2 separate regions of the Cyprinus carpio genome follow, and region 1 is linked to region 2. A link is a contact called in public Hi-C data. All regions are on one chromosome and are shown on one strand. Each heading gives the region's core, a stretch centred on a gene start, on an enhancer-like site or on the middle of the called end of the contact. The rest is flanking DNA. Distances are from core to core; before and after follow the strand shown.

The links. Hi-C and Micro-C count contacts between places; a contact is called where the count stands out from the background.
Region 1: a contact with region 2 is called in a Hi-C map of liver, with 2.8 times the contacts expected there. The contact joins the enhancer-like site here to the promoter of LOC109082867 in region 2. A contact is called at or near these places in 2 of 8 Hi-C or Micro-C datasets (liver and skeletal muscle).

The regions. Positions count from the first base shown.
Region 1 is chrB15:9,897,952-9,902,797 of ASM1834038v1, forward strand. It overlaps the pseudogene LOC109072330 and the pseudogene LOC109072328. Among protein-coding and RNA genes, the nearest start is that of LOC109072331, 7.3 kb to the right of the region's middle. Within about 2 kb of position 2,755, at least 7 of the 8 cell types and tissues checked have an H3K27ac peak or open chromatin away from gene starts, as enhancers often do. A contact at or near this core is called in liver and skeletal muscle, where this site is marked.
Region 2 is chrB15:9,807,267-9,812,243 of ASM1834038v1, forward strand. LOC109082867 (transmembrane protein 160-like) reads right to left here and starts at 3,698. Exons shown (of 4, transcript XM_019097710.2): 1 at 3,424-3,698; 2 at 89-113. The coding sequence starts at 3,624.

The DNA of each region.
Region 1 (4,846 bases), core at 1,505-4,004, 90 kb after region 2:
TCACAGGTTGGTAGCGGGTGTGTCCCAGCATGGAGTGCAAGGCATGGCCCACCTCATGGAAGAGATTTTCCATCATGCCTCTCTCTCCTAAACTACCACCAGTGTGCAACATCCACTTGGAAATGAAGTTGGCTTGACCTGAAGATGAGCTCTCATTTAAGCCCACTGGGTTTGATAATCAAGCGCAGAAGTGTGATCTCTCCAGCTTGAGCACATCTTCACTCCAGACCTCCCCCACACTTGGCTGCTCAGTCAGCAGTGATACACATACAGCTGCGTGAAAAGACCATTCAGACCTTCCATACATGCTCCCAGCGAGAAGTACGGACTGTATAGACTTGGCTCTACGTTGGATCTGCCAAGACAAAACACAACACTCCAACATGCCCTGTTAATAAAGGCCGAACGTCAATGAACAAATTTTACTCACAGAGAGCACAGACTACAAAAGAAACATTTTGAGAACGTCAAAAGCAGCACAGAAATCTTGTATCAGAAGGCTTTAAAGTCTCAAATAAATAAATAAATAATTATACATATACACTGCTGTTTAAAAGTTTGAGATCAGTAAGGTTTTTAATGTTTTTTAAAGAAGTCTCTTATGCTCATCAAAGCAGCATTTATTTGATCAAAAACAGAAAGAAATTGTAATGTGAAAATTAATTTAAAATAAATATTTTCTATTTTAATATACTTTAAAATATCATTTATTTCTGTGTTAGCAAAGCTGATTTTTCAGCATCATTCTCCAGTGTTAAGTGTCGCATGATCCTTCAGAAATCATGCTAATATGCTGATTTATTATCAATGTTAGAAACAAACAACACTCATTTTAAATATCAATCTTATATTACCTTTACATTCATTTTTCATCAAAATATAAATAATAAAATTTCTTTACTGTCATTTTTCATCAAAATTAGAACTAGAATTTAATACAAGTCTTTCTGAATAAATGTAATAATTAAAAATAATAATCTTACTGATCCTAAACTTTTGAACAGCACTGCAGCTTATTTTAAGAAAATGAATCGGTCTCATGCTTTTCTCAGATCTCTTACTTTTCTGCACGTATCACACCACTGAAATATGGATGGTCCCATGGCATTAGCTCCTACAGAGATTTCATTCTGGTTAATTCTAGAGCAATGGACTATTTCTCACTTGCAGGTATTAGAAAGTTTCTAACATTTTTCAAGATGATACAATAATCAGATGATATGAAAATTCAAATATCATAGATAATTTAATGCTTACATCATTTCTGGGGTTGAATTTTGTCTTAATTTTCCTCATCATTTCAAAATCCTTCTGTGTCCTAAAGTTTACAGACATTTTTGTTCATATATTATAACATACATAAACATTACAATTTATATTATAAAATATGCACACTATACAAACATAATATATATATGAAATATAGATAAATGCATGCATGTATGTATGTACTGTGTATATATATAAATATATACACAGTACATACATATATATATATATATATATTATATATATATATATATATATATATATATATATACACAGTACATACATACATGCATGCATTTATCTATATTTCATAATCATAAATATAATCCAGTTTCTCTATTATTGGCACAATGGCATATATAATGTAGTTGACAGTGACACCTAGTGGCATCTGCTAGAATAAGATTCTGACAATAGTGCAGGAGATTAATTCATCTTTTAAAAATACATTTAAACTTTTAATAATAATAATAATAATAATTAAATGTTTTACTTAACATGTAATTAACAGCAGCTCCTACAGCTGACCAGGTGGTGACCCTCGCTGCTGCTGTCCCGTGCCTGAGCAAACACACCAGGGGTCTGTACACTGACATGACCGAGGACAGTACACATACCACTCGACCACTACACAGTCAACAAAACCGACAACTGCACTACCTACACCAAACAAACGGAGCAGCACTGCAGTCAAACGCAACTTTACGGGTTTTAAGAAAAGTGGCATAGCATTCTCCTTCTAATGACAGTAAACTCAGAGATTTTACAGCAGCACTTTCGACACAGAAACAAATTCGAGAGAATTTCTAAAGCCATATATCACTCTTTAGGAAAGCTAAAATGTGTTTAATTAAAATAATACAGTTAATAAATTAATTTACAAGATGTTCAAAGATGTTGAATTTAAACTTAGTTTAAGTCGAAAGTGAATATAAGCGAATAATCGTGGTATTTCAAAATAAAAAAGCTTCAAATATTATGTGAATTATAAGATTTAGTGAGAGTTCTCTGTATATAACACTACTTCTATCTACTAATAATCTGTCTGTTTCCTGTCACCTTAAACACTTACAATTTTCATCTCATCTCACTGTATATCAACATTAATATTATCATTAATATTTTTACACACCTGAACTTAATTATATTTCTAAAAGCAAAAATACTAATAATTATATACGATTAATAAATGTTTGAGTTAATGGTAGTTGCATAACTGATATTTAATTTGAATTAATTCTGAATATTTTTCTAAATTAATGTTATCTGTTTTTCACAAGTTAAGACAATTATTGAAAATGTTGGTAAATGGGTTATATCTATCTATCTATCTATCTATCTATCTATCTATCTATCTATCTATCTATCTATCTATCTATCTATCTATCTATCTATCTATCTATCTATCTATCTATCTATCTATCTATCTATCGTCTGTTCTAGAAGTGGGCGTGTCTCTCAGAGACGTGGCTTGCAGACGCAGTACGTTCTGTGCGTGCTGTGTGACGCGCACTCACTGCCGCACTGGACAGTCAGTCACGTGACAGGCTTATAGACGTTATGGAGCTGTTTCGCTGTAAAACTTTAGTCCGATTTCGCGTTTAAACTGCAAAAGCGATGGACAGAATGCGAATTTTGACGGCTTCTGATCTCCAGTGATATGTCAGGTCGGTTTTCTATTCCTCTTCAAACAGACAAACGTGTAAACACGAGTGTGTTAAAATCTACAATGTCAATTTCACAGTAAACAACTAGCTAGCTGCTACTTCTGTCGTATTATCTCGAAGATTATGTCATATTGAGAAAATGGAATTGCCAGCTATTATAGTTAAGCAATGCTTATTTATGCCAGCTGAAATACAAATGTTTACACAGTTGCTCAACACTCATTTTGGCTTATGTTGACATATCCAGTGAAAACTATTCTGTTAACTTTATGTGTACTATATGATGGACACACACAGTAAGAATAACGATCTTTTGTCTGAAAACATGTTTTTAATGTTTTGCAGAGTCATGCACATAATCATTCTGTTTACTTATCCTAATGGTTACTGAAAAGTTTAAACACTAAAAAAAGTATTATTATGGTCCTTTATTTACATGTATATCTATTATTCTGCTTGGTGTAATTGTAAATGTATCTGAATACTGTATGTGTCCATCATCATCATCATCATGTATTAAGCCGGACATCACTCCACCCAAGTGTAACTTGATGCATCTATTTCTGTATTTCCTCTTTGTTACGCTATGTATCTGTTATTTTGTAGCTAAACCCCTGAGTCATGTCTGTGGATGGCCCCCGGACCTCTGTTTTCACCTTTCAGTCCGCTGTTCACAGCTCAGTCCTTCGCGCTGGAGGGAGCGCTTCGCTCGCTGGAGGAGCTGAGACAGAAGGAGCTCTTGTGTGGTGACGGTTGAAGTGGAGCGCAGGAGCTTTCGAGCGCACTCTTCAGTGCTGGCTTCCTGCAGCGACTATTTTTACACCAGACTTACAAACCACAGCCGAGCAAACCCCACTGTCAGGTTACCGGATGAGGTAATGCTTGATATGGTGGATGGGTTGAATCTGGAGGTTTTGAGGAAACTATGGTTAAGCCGTCATCCCTTTATGATCTGTTGTAATTATTAACACATTAACACCCATACATACATTTGTTAAAACAAATAAATCATAGATTGAGCAACCCCTAAAACAAACAATATCTGGTTCAACGAAATTCTGTCATCATTTACTTATGCATGAATAAATCCATGAAGGTTAGTGTGAGGGGCAATGTCTTTTGTAAATATATTTATTCAAAAATACATTAAAAAATTTACTTCTTCTATGATGAGCATGTTTATAATTTATCTTTTTTGGGTGTTGTAGCTATCCAGATACCATGTTTAAGAAAAAAAAGGCATCAAATTAATAAAATGTTTGAAACAGACCTTTATTTGTATTTTTGGCATGATATTTTATTATTAATATTATTAGTTACAAAACTGTTAACTCTCATAACTGTGTGTCAAGGTCTATACGTTTCTTAAAATGCTAGATAATTTGACCTTTTTATGACAAGTCAAAGTTAAATATCAACATCATAACATTTATGAATTAGTAATCATGATTGTTACACCACATTTTAAGCTTCATTTCTTCGTGATGCATTTGTTTTGACTTGGATTTTATTGAAAAGTGTGTTTTACACACTTTATCTAACTGTTCTTTGAGTGTATGATGGAAGAAACTAAGTCAAATGAGTTTGGCATGACATGAGGGCGAGTAAATGATGACAGAGTGTTCATTATTGTGTGAACTGTTCCTTTAAAAATTGTTCACATTGCAGTGCTGTCAAATTAGGCCTTATATATTGAGATTAAATTGAGTAAATGAAGTTACAGCAATAATTCAGTAATGCGATTTGCAAATGATTTATTCATGCAGTAATCATAAGTACATCATTAATCTCCCAAGGTCACGGTGGAAGGCTTTGAGCCTCTTCTGCAGTTTGCCTACACTGCAAAACTTCACTTCACGAAAGAAAACATCCTGGAGATCCACAGATGCGCCGAATTCCTCGGATTTCAA
Region 2 (4,977 bases), core at 2,448-4,947:
GACATGGATGTGAGTAAATGATGACAGGATTTTCTATATGTCAATAGGCCTAATTCGTGTTTCATTAATGCTGGACAAATGACCTCACCTGTTTCATGAGATTTCCGCAGCATCTACAAAATAAAATAAACTAGTATAAGGGTCTACAAACAGATTATTTGGCAGTAAACTAAATGAAAATAAAAACATGAAAAAATTATTTACAGTACTACCATTATTATTAGTAACAGTATTATTGACATGCAGTTTTATAAAAGGGTAATGCCATGAATTTCGGACACATATTATTTAGGCGTATAATACATAATTGTGTACAAGTACCATTGTAGAATCACATTCATTGGAATACAATGTTAATAAAACAGTTTATAAATATAGTAATCATATGACAACATAAAATACCACTAAGTGTACCACAGTAACACCAGTACTTTTCGTAATTAGTGTAATATGGTGGGATGACCTCCCGATCTCAATTCGAACAGCTGAGTCTTTACTCATTTTCAAAAAACATCTAAACACTCATCTTTTTCGCCAGCACTTAACCAAGTAATACTAGTACTTACCTTTTCTTTTCTTGTCTATCATATTCTTAAAATAAATAAATAAATAAATAAATAAACCCTGGCTACGTGTTCTGTACTAGACTAACTGGGACTCGTCATGGCACTTGTATACCGTTGTTGTTCTCTTGTTGATCTGATTGCTTCTATTGTTCTCATTAGTAAGTCGCTTTGGATAAAAGCGTCTGCTAAATGATTAAATGTAAATGTAATATAAAAAGGAGCAATTGTAAATTAACAAATACAGTAATACTCTGTGTCTGTGTTTACCAGCGCATCATCTCTGTTTAGCTCAGTGAAGTATTGTTATATACAGTAGTACTAATACTCTGTGTTTACCAGCGCATCACCTCTGTCTAGCTCAGTGAAGTAATGTTACACAGTAATACTCTGTGTCTGTTTACACCTCTGTCTAGCTCAGTGAAGTAATGTTATGTAATGTCTGTACCCACCGTAACCTCTGTCTAGCTCAGGGAAGTAATGTTACCACAGTAATACTCGGTGTTACCCAGCGCATCAGCTCTGTCTAGATAAGTGAAGTACTGTTATAAAGTAATACTCTGTGTCTGTTTACCAGCGCATCACCTCTGTCTAGCCCAGTGAAGTACTGTTATAAAGTAATACTCTGTGTTTGTGTTTACCAGCGCATCACCTCTGTCTAGATAAGTGAAGTACTGTTATAAAGTAATACTATGTGTCTGTTTACCAGCGCATCACCTCTGTCTAGATAAGTGAAGTACTGTTATAAAGTAATACTCTGTGTCTGTTTACCAGCACATCAGCTCTAGCTCAGTGAAGTACTGTTACACAGTAATACTCTGTGTCTGTTTACCAGCACATCAGCTCTGTTTAGCTCAGTGAAGTATTGTTATATAGTACTAATACTCTGTGTTTACCAGCGCATCACCTCTGTCTAGATAAGTGAAGTACTGTTATAAAGTAATACTATGTGTCTGTTTACCAGCGCATCACCTCTGTCTAGATAAGTGAAGTAGTGTTATAAAGTAATACTCTGTGTCTGTTTATCAGTGAATCAGCTCTGTCTAGCTCAGTGAAGTACTGTTACACAGTAATACTCTGTCTGTTTACCAGCGCATCAGCTCTGTCTAGATCAGTGAAGTACTGTTACACAGTAATACTCTGTTTACCAGGGCATCAGCTCAGTCTAGATAAGTGAAGTACTGTTATAAAGTAATACTCAGTGTCTGTTTACCAGCGCTTCAGCTCTGTCTAGCTCAGTGAAGTACTGTTACACAGTGATACTCAGTGTCTGTTTACCAGCGCTTCAGCACTGTCTAGCTCAGTGAAGTACTGTTACACAGTAATACTCGGTGTCTGTTTACCAGCGCTTCAGCTCTCTCTAGCTCAGTGAAGTACTGTTACACAGTAATACTCTGTCTGTTTACCAGCGCATCAGCTCTGTCTAGATCAGTGAAGTACTGTTACACAGTAATACTCTGTTTACCAGGGCATCAGCTCAGTCTAGATAAGTGAAGTACTGTTATAAAGTAATACTCAGTGTCTGTTTACCAGCGCTTCAGCTCTGTCTAGCTCAGTGAAGTACTGTTACACAGTGATACTCAGTGTATGTTTACCAGCGCTTCAGCACTGTCTAGCTCAGTGAAGTACTTTTACACAGTAATACTCGGTGTCTGTTTACCAGCGCATCAGCTCTGTCTAGCCCAGTGAAGTACTGTTACACAGTAATACTCAGTGTCTGTTTACCAGCGCATCAGCTCTGTCTAGCTCAGTGAAGTACTGTTATAAAGTAATACTCAGTGTCTGTTTACCAGCGCTTCAGCTCTGTCTAGCTCAGTGAAGTAATGTTACACAGTAATACTCTGTGTCTGTTTACCACCGCATCACCTCTGTCTAGCTCAGTGAAGTAATGTTACACAGTAATACTCGGTGTCTGTTTACCAGCGCATCAGCTCTGTCTAGATAAGTGAAGTACTGTTATAAAGTAATACTCTGTTTACCAGCGCATCAGCTCTGTCTAGCTCAGTGAAGTAATGTTACACAGTAATACTCGGTGTCTGTTTACCAGCGCTTCAGCTCTGTCTAGCCCAGTGAAGTACTGTTACACAGTAATACTCTGTTTACCAGGGCATCGGCTCTATCTAGCCCAGTGAAGTACTGTTACACAGTAATACTCTGTTTACCAGGGCATCAGCTCTGTCTAGCCCAGTGAAGTACTGTTACACAGTAATACTCAGTGTCTGTTTACCAGCGCATCAGCTCTGTCTAGCTCAGTGAAGTACTGTTACACAGTAATACTCTGTCTGTTTACCAGCGCATCAGCTCTGTCTAGCTCAGTGAAGTACTGTTACACAGTTATACTCTGTCTGTTTAGCAGCGCATCAGCTCTGTCTAGATCAGTGAAGTACTGTTATACAGTAATACTCTGTCTGTTTACTAGTGCATCAGCTCTGTCTAGCTCAGTGAAGTACTGTTATACAGTAATACTCAGTGTCTGTTTACCAGCGCTTCAGCTCTGTCTAGCTCAGTGAAGTACTGTTATACAGTAATACTCTGTGTCTGTTTACAAGCGCATCAGCTCTGTCTAGCTCAGTGAAGTACTGTTATACAGTAATACTCTGTCTGTTTAGCAGCGCATCAGCTCTGTCTAGCTCAGTGAAGTACTGTTACACAGTAATACTCTGTCTGTTTACCAGCGCATCAGCTCTGTCTAGCTCAGTGAAGTACTGTTATACAGTAATACTCTGTCTGTTTACCAGCGCATCAGCTCTGTCTAGCTCAGTGAATTACTGTTATACAGTACTAATACTCTGTGTTTATCAGTGAATCAGCTCTGTCTAACTCAGTGAAGTAATGTTACACAGTAATACTCTGTGTTTACCAGTGCATCAGCTCTGTCTAGCTCAGTGAAGTACTGTTGCTCCGGTGATGATCGTGATCTGTTCAGCGGGGTTTTCTCCGCCACGCGTCGCGCGCTCTCCCGGTGAAGTGCTCGCGCTGGAGCCCAAACATACTGCAGCAGCAGCGGCCGCCGCACGAGCCGAGAAAACCGCTTGCATGTTAACCAACTTATGGAAGCCATTGCTTGTGATGTGGGATAAACTCAAAACACGACCTTTGCCCGGCCTCTAAACTTTGACACTGCAGGTGAGCGTGCGTAAAGACGCTGCCGCGCGCTCGCAGGAGTGTGCGTGGATTTCAGTGGCGCCATCTATCTTTAGTTTCTCATGTCATGTAAGTATCTTTATCTACAAACCTTTACAAACTTTCACCATTTTAATTGCTTGCTGTGTTATAGAAAGTCGTATGGTAACCTATCAGTCTAATACTACAAAAAATGTTTTGTTTGTTTGTTTTTGTTTTGTTTTGTTTTTTTTGCAGGAGAACTTATTGTACATTTGTGAATATGGAATTTTGCTAGTAAAAAAAAAAAAGATTTATCATGTAAACATGAGTATGCTTTTCTTGTCTGTTTTCTTAAGATACAAAATAATAAAAATTTCCATAACAAAACAACTGTCAATATTTTGTACAATAAAATCACAGACATTCTGCCAAAATTGTTTTACAAAAGAGGAATACCAAAACAAATGTACCACAGTTTCAGGGCCACTGACACAAACGGAGCAACTAAAATTAATATCAGATTTAATTATGTAAGCCTATTCGTATTAAATATCACTGATACCTGTATTTTTATTTATTAATTTACAATTCTTTGTCAGATACTGCATTTTAAAAAGCTTTTTATATATATATATATATGTGTATATATATATATATATATATATATATATATATATATATATATATATATACATAACCAAGGATGCCTCTCACCCTAACCATGGACTTTTCACTCTCCTTCCATCCGGCAGACGTTACAGGAGCCTACGCTCTCTAGCAGGACTAGCAGGCTCAGGAAGAGCTTCTTCCCCGAGGCCGTGACCCTTCTTAACGCCACACCAACAATCTAACCGGCACCTACTTTATTACTGCACTGGTCACTGGTCAGTACTTTACATACATGTATTTGCACTACTCATATTTTGCACACTGCACACTGTTCTAGTTATCGCACTGTAAACTAAGTTGTTACTGTACAAAGCACAGTAAACTATTCTATAAAAATATAATTGCACTACTTTTATTTTACATAGAATTCATTTTAACAATACTTTTGCACACTCATCCAACTGTATTTATTACCACTGTTCTCACATTGCTGCTGTTCATAATGTGTATATATAATCCTACATTGCTCTGTTCATTATGTACATACAATCCTACACTGCATTCCTATTTATATTCTGTATATACTCTGCTCAATACTGTATATAGCAACCCCACTGTACATTCTGTAAATCATAGCTTCACTCACTCTGCACTTTTATGTATATAAAACACTATATTCTTGCACTTCTGGTTAGATGCT